Linked DNA regions of Mus musculus: region 1 is linked to region 2. A link is a contact called in public HiChIP or PLAC-seq data. All regions are on one chromosome and are shown on one strand. Each heading gives the region's core, a stretch centred on a gene start, on an enhancer-like site or on the middle of the called end of the contact. The rest is flanking DNA. Distances are from core to core; before and after follow the strand shown.

What was found. HiChIP or PLAC-seq counts read pairs in DNA pulled down with a chosen protein or histone mark.
Region 1: an H3K4me3 HiChIP or PLAC-seq map of fetal liver shows a contact between it and region 2, with 2.3 times the contacts expected there. The contact joins the enhancer-like site here to the promoter of Prxl2b in region 2. A contact is called at or near these places in 2 of 15 datasets of contacts at CTCF or cohesin (large pre-B cells and pro-B cells), 18 of 484 Hi-C or Micro-C datasets (B cells, CD8 T cells, the CH12 cell line and 12 more), 7 of 115 datasets of contacts at active chromatin or transcription factors (VIP interneurons, bone marrow-derived macrophages, embryonic hindbrain and 3 more) and 4 of 9 other capture datasets (adipose tissue, embryonic stem cells, liver and 1 more).

The regions. Positions count from the first base shown.
Region 1 is chr4:154,985,022-154,988,315 of GRCm38.p6, reverse strand. Plch2 (phospholipase C, eta 2) reads left to right here. Exons shown (of 22, transcript NM_001113360.3): 21 at 1,300-1,597. Among named protein-coding and RNA genes, the nearest start is that of Gm42363, 22 kb to the right of the region's middle. Within about 2 kb of position 2,020, at least 36 of the 459 cell types and tissues checked have an H3K27ac peak or open chromatin away from gene starts, as enhancers often do. A contact at or near this core is called in the G1E-ER4 cell line and fetal liver, where this site is marked.
Region 2 is chr4:154,897,655-154,900,583 of GRCm38.p6, reverse strand. It overlaps Prxl2b (peroxiredoxin like 2B), which reads left to right and starts at 1,541. Exons shown (of 7, transcript NM_025582.3): 1 at 1,541-1,641; 2 at 1,904-2,108; 3 at 2,405-2,456. The coding sequence starts at 1,579. Gm52690 (a long non-coding RNA gene) reads right to left here. Exons shown (of 2, transcript XR_003955190.1): 1 at 2,534-2,929; 2 at 1-2,153.

The sequences.
Region 1 (3,294 bases), core at 771-3,270, 87 kb before region 2:
CCACGGCCACCTCACCTGCCTTCACTCTGTCTCTTTGGTCTTGCAGTGGGCTTCTCTATGTCCCAAGTCTACTTTTAGAAGCTCAGCCTTGTTAGGAGTCTCAAAGGTACCCGGCGCCGCGGGACGGTGTAGCCCGCCGCCCCACCTGCATGCCAGGCCGCGCCCATTAGCATCCGTGATACTTGGTAGCATTTTGGAGACTGTCAGCTCATGTGACATGGATCATGACACGTTTCTGGGGTCCCCTGGGCCATCCTCAGCCAGAGAGTGGCATTTACGAGGCAGATCCAGGATTCAGCCAAAGCCAAGGACCTATCCTCCTATCCTGTCCTCACCCTGTGCACCTTCTGCCCTTCCCCATGACTGTAGGTCTCTCTGCACAGCCTTGCAGCTCCTCTGCCGTCCTGTCCTCTCTACCTGCCTACACTGTCAGTTACTGGCCCCTCTAGCTCTCTCCTCTGTGTATGCTAGGATCTGAGTTAGGGTTGGGGGCAGGGGTACCCAGCGGGCGCTCCAGCTCGAATCCTGGATCTCCTTCTAAATGGCTTTCCAACCACATTGACCAAATTGCACTGGATTTGGGATCTTGAATCAGGAAGCTGATTCAAGTGCTGGCCACTCTATTGCCTCCGCAGAGGGGCCCCTGGCCGCCAGGCCCTGGGCTGCTCCAACGCACGAGCACGGCCCGTCATGGGGGTGGGTGGGCGTTGTTGGTGGGATGCAGGGGTGTGTGGCATGTAAGGATCCCTATGGCCTCTGTCCTCTTAAGAGGTGGCCACAGATCCTCTCCAGCAGTGATCTATGCAGAGGGGAATGCAGGAGGGGACTGGGCAGAAGCTGGCTGTGGCCTGATGCTGGTTACGTACGTGTTGAGCCAGTTGAGGGCCTCAGGAACTCATGGGGCCCCGAGTGCAAGCTGGCCTGGAGGAAGGAGTCTGCCTGGGGGAGTTCAACAAGGCTTCCTAGAAAGGCAGCCCTCTAGGAGGGAGGAGAGGCTCCTGGGAAGTAGGGAGGCAGAGGCCAACGGAGAGCAGGCCTTCCAGGCTGCTGGGCAGGTCACGGTGAGTGCAACCATGGTGATGGCAGACCCCGACTTTTCTTCCCCCTAGATCTGGGGCTACAGTCCTCAGTTCCTCAAGGCTGGGACAAGTGGGTGGCTACAGGTCCATGGTAGCTACAGGTCCATGGTAGCTACAGGTTCAGAACACCCGCTGGAGAGCCAGTTCCCCGCTTGAAGCTTGAAGCCACACCTGGGTCAGGTGGGCCAGGCACCGGCTATGTGGGCTCCTTTTCTTGCAGGTCAAGCAGACTCTGGGTCTAAAAGGTCTCTTCCTCCGAGGCACAAAGCCAGGCTCGCTGGACAGTCATGCTGCTGGACAGCCCCTCCCCCGGCCCTCCGTTAGCCAGAGGCTCCTGCGGCGCACGGCCAGTGCCCCGACCAAAAGCCAGAAGCCAAGTCGCAAGGGCTTCCCAGAGCTGGCCCTGGGCACACAGGACGCAGGCTCCGAGGGGGCAGCTGATGACGTGGCACCCTCTAGCCCCAACCCAGCTCTGGAGGCCCCTACTCAAGAGAGGTCAGGCAGCAGCAGCCCCCGAGGTAAGGCACCAGGAGGAGAAGCAACAGAAGAGAGGACACTGGCACAGGTGCGGTCCCCAAATGCCCCCGAAGGCCCTGGACCTGCAGGGATGGCCGCCACATGCATGAAGTGTGTGGTGGGCTCCTGCGCCGGTATGGACGTTGAGGGCCTTCAAAGGGAGCAACAACCCAGCCCTGGGCCTGCAGGCAGCCACATGGCCATCAGCCATCAGCCCAGGGCCCGGGTAGATTCACTGGGGGGCCCTTGCTGCAGCCCAAGTCCTCGAGCCACCCCAGGGAGAAGCAAAGAGGCCCCCAAGGGTCCTAGGGCTCGGCGCCAGGGTCCAGGCGGCGGCTCTGTGTCCTCGGACTCCAGCAGCCCAGACAGCCCAGGCAGCCCCAAGGTGGCCCCCTGCCAGCCGGAGGGTGCTCACAGGCAGCAGGGGGCGCTGCAGGGAGAGATGAACGCCTTGTTCGTTCAAAAGCTGGAGGAGATCAGGAGTCATTCCCCCATGTTCTCCACCGGTAAGGCCTGCCGTTCCGCTGCATCCCATGCTCTCTACACCTGGCATGCCTAGGCGGTCCGTGCCTGCCTGCCGCTCTCTGCTTCATTTGTCCGTCAGCTTAGCTGTGGCCTGTCTGCCTCAGATCCCCACCCCTGCCCTAATGGCCCTGTACTTTGTGGGGGCGGGGGTGGGGGAAGAGGGCTGCTCGAGTCATCAAGGCATTTCTGAGAGCTGCTTGCTGAGGAACCCAGGGATATCCAGCCAGCCCTCAGCAAGGGCTTCCCTGGTGCCTGCTGGCTGCCCTGACTGGCTGCTCTGATGGCCTACCTTCCTAGGTCTGAAAAGATCCCAGCTCTTAGCCCTGCCTCCCCCCACCCCCACCCCCAAGGGTCAGATGCAAGAATGACTCTGCCTTTCGGTCCTATGGGAGCCTGCTGTCAATTGGTGGTGGTACCTCAGGGTATCCCCTCTTGGAGACTCCTCAGAGACCAGGGGAGAAGGTGCTTAGAACTGAGGTCTGGGCCTCAGAGCTTAGGGGGAGCAGCTTCCAGGGACCTGCATTGTCCAAATGTCACTAAGCCTTTTTGTGACCCTCCTTCCTGGCTGACACTTCCTGACCTTGGAGTGTGAGGGAACTGGTCTGAGCTGGTTACTGAGCTCTAGCCTGGGCAGAGGGAGGTCCCTGGAGTCTGCCTGCTTCCATTGTATTCCCCCCGACCCCCGCTCCTGCCCAGCATTGTTGTCCATCTGTCCATCTGCCAGTGCCCCACCACCACCACCACCACCACCAATACACTGACTGTGTTCTCCTTTCTGTCCCTGCTCCGTGCTGCTTCCATAGTTAGGGATTGAGACCTGCGAGTGCCAGGTAACAAACAGGCCTGAGCCCTATGTGTCCCCATGATGTCCCAGTCCAAGGAGGACTAGGCCTGGCCTGCCCTTGCCCCATGGAGCCTGTGTGAGGCCCAGGCATGACTCCAGCCTTAGCGGGGTGGGGTACTCTTGAGTGTCACAGTACATGTGTATAAATGGAAAAGCCTGGTTGCTGGGATATCCTGGGGTGGACTGGTGGTCCCTACCCTTGGCTCAGGGGGTCAGGATCGGGTGCTGATTAATGAGATTCATATTCCCCCATCTCTCTCCCCCCTCCCTCCCTCCCTCCCTATCCCTTTTCTGTTTCTTGATTCTCCCCATGTCTGTCTTTAATCTGTC
Region 2 (2,929 bases), core at 292-2,791:
AACAAAGACTCTACAATCCTCTGCTCCTGATGACCTGTCTTACCTGGGGCTCCATGAAGACGAGGTGGGTTCTGTCACACTGTGTAGGCATATGTGAGTGAGCAGCCTCAGGGAAGGGCCTGCTGGCTCTTCCTGTTCAACATGCAGCACTTTCTGCAGACATCTTCCCATGCTCCTGGGACCCTCGCATTGTACCCCTCAACACTTAACAGGAAGCAGAGGAAGCCCCATCTCTGGATTTCTTCTGGTGGTGCTTCCAGGACCAGTTGCTCTACAGGACCAGCTCCTCCTGATTCTGCAACTTTATTTTCTTTCCTTTTTTAAAATGTACCTTTGCACACCTGTGTGCACTTGTGTGTGCCCGGGGAGTCCAGCGGTTGAGTGTTTTACTCAGTGCCTCTCAATCGTATTTCTTGAGACAAGGTCTATTGCTGATTCTCATGCCTTTGCTTCCCCCAGGACATGGGATTACAGGTCTCTGTCATTTTACCGAGTCACCTCCCCAGCCTACTCTTGCTTGCATAGGTTTGGGCCCAATGTGAGTGCCTGGTGCCTGAAGAGACCGTAAGGGAGCATCAGATGCCCTCAAGCTGGACTTGCAGAGGATTGTGAGTCGCTGTAGGGATGCTGGGAACCAAACCGTGGGCCCTCTGCAAGAGCAGCTAGTGCTCTTAACCACTGAGCCATCTCTCTAGCTTCTCCTTTTGACACAGTGATATGTATGGTTCCTAACTTCCTGCCTGGCTGTTCAGCCTCAGCTAGGTATCTTGTGGTGGCTCTCTTCCTTTCCTAGCCTCTACATCTGTCAGATGCTTGAACATGGCCCTAGAAAGCATCACAGGGCTTACTTAGTGAGGAAAGGACAGAACACGTGGATTCCTGAGCCTTCTACTCTTCCTAGGGACACACCACTGCGAGCTCCTGTTTATCTCCTTTGGATTGTTGTACATGAGAGCCCGTAGTTTAAAAACTGACATCCACACAGCAGGAAATGGTACTTTACGATGGAAGTTAATAGGATTTCGCGAAAATGCAAAGCAGGAACTTAGACTTGGAAAGGCTGGTCCTTTCACTACTGTAAGTGCCGGCTGCCCTACTGTTCCTCACACTAGTGATTTGTGAGTTCGATTCCCCGTTTCAACTTTTTGGCTCTAATTCTACCACCCTGCTGCACTACTAGGGACCACCTGATGCTAGTGGAGAGCTACGCAAACGCTAGAGAGCCACGCAAACGCATTCTGCGCAGGCGCACCGCTTGCAGACTGTCCATTGAGCTTTACCTGCTACGCCATTGGCTAATAAGCTTATACATATGAGAACAACCTAGGCTTAGGCAAAGAGATCTGCAGTGATTGTCTCTTTGGAGAGAGGGTGTGCCTGTATACTAATATCAGGGGCGGAGCCTGGGGCGAGACAAGCGCACAGTCATGTGACCTGAACCCCCTGGAGGTGGTGCCCACCAGGACTGGGGCGGGATTATGGGCGGGGCATAGGCTGGCTGAAGAGGCTGCGCAGGACAGAGTGAGCCTCCCCAGGCTGCGAGAAGGGACCGTGGAGCAGAAAGGGACGGAGGAGGCCATGAATGTGGTGGACCTTGGTCGCGTAGGAGCGTGTGTCTTGAAACATGCAGTGACTGGGGAGGTGAGATTTGGCTCGCGCAGGGCGGAGAACGCCTCCCCTAATACCTGGCCCAGAGCCTTGGCAACTCACATGGGTTGGAGTGGAGGTCCTGAGGGGTCCTATGAGTTCGCGTACTGGGCGTGGGTACAGCTCATGGTCCACAGAGGAACCATCAGGAGGACCAGTCAGCTGCGAATCTTGGAGCAGCACGCTGCGGGACATGTGAGGCTGCCGGGCATAGGGGGTTGGTGAGCCCATGTCCCCTGACCGATCCATTCTGTAGGCTGTGGAGCTGCGGAGCCTATGGCAGGAGAAAGCTTGTGTGGTGGCCGGTCTGCGACGCTTCGGCTGCATGGTGTGCCGCTGGATCGCCCAGGACCTCAGCAACCTCCGGAGCATCCTGGACCAACACGATGTGCGCCTGGTGGGCGTGGGGCCTGAGGCCCTGGGCCTGCAGGAGTTTCTGGATGGTGGTTACTTCTCAGGAGGTGCGACTCTTCCCGGACTCAGAGCCTGGGCTGACCTCTCCCTTTCTAGGCCCAACAAGAACATATTCATGTGTCAGCATATGCAGCTCTTCCCTGCCCTGCCTTCAGCCTGTGCCCTGGCTGGTGCCCAGACCTAGTGGCAAAGTCCCAGTGACTCTTGCCCTTCCCGTTTAAGCAGTGGTGACATTCAATCCTGCCTTGCTACTCATGGCTTGGGTGGGTGGAGCTGGATACAGTAAGTGGAGGGGACAGACTGTAGGAAGCCTGGGGCACATAGCTGTGGCTTTCCTTTCTAGAACTCTACCTTGATGAGAGCAAGCAAATCTATAAGGAGCTGGGCTTCAAGCGGTAAGTGTGACTGTTTGTGGGCATGAGTCTAACCAGGGACAACAGGAGGACAGAGTGGCCACCGCTCTCTTATGTACCTTCTTGCTACTGCCATCTGCTCTGCTCTCCAGTTTGTCTCATGGAAACTGACACTGGTGCTTCAGCCAGCCCTTCTTTGAGTCTTCTAATGGGTGTTGGTCCAAGGCAGGCCTGTCCTCAGAAGTCTGCTATTTCATAAACAGGAGGGACCTTGGAGCCCAGTGCCTTAGCCATGGCTCATTGCAGTCCTCTGTTGCCACAGACTGCCTGTCATGATAGGCAGTGCCGGCTAAGCGAGATCCCTGGGCACACCCAGCTTGGAGCTCATTCCCCACACTCCACACCACCTCTCCAGGGCCCCCAAGGCTAGCTGTATTCAACCTGGGGGCTCTCAGGGCTTGTGTAGAGCCTAGTTAGACTGGTTGCTGATCTGCCTGAGCCCTGGGTTAGATAAG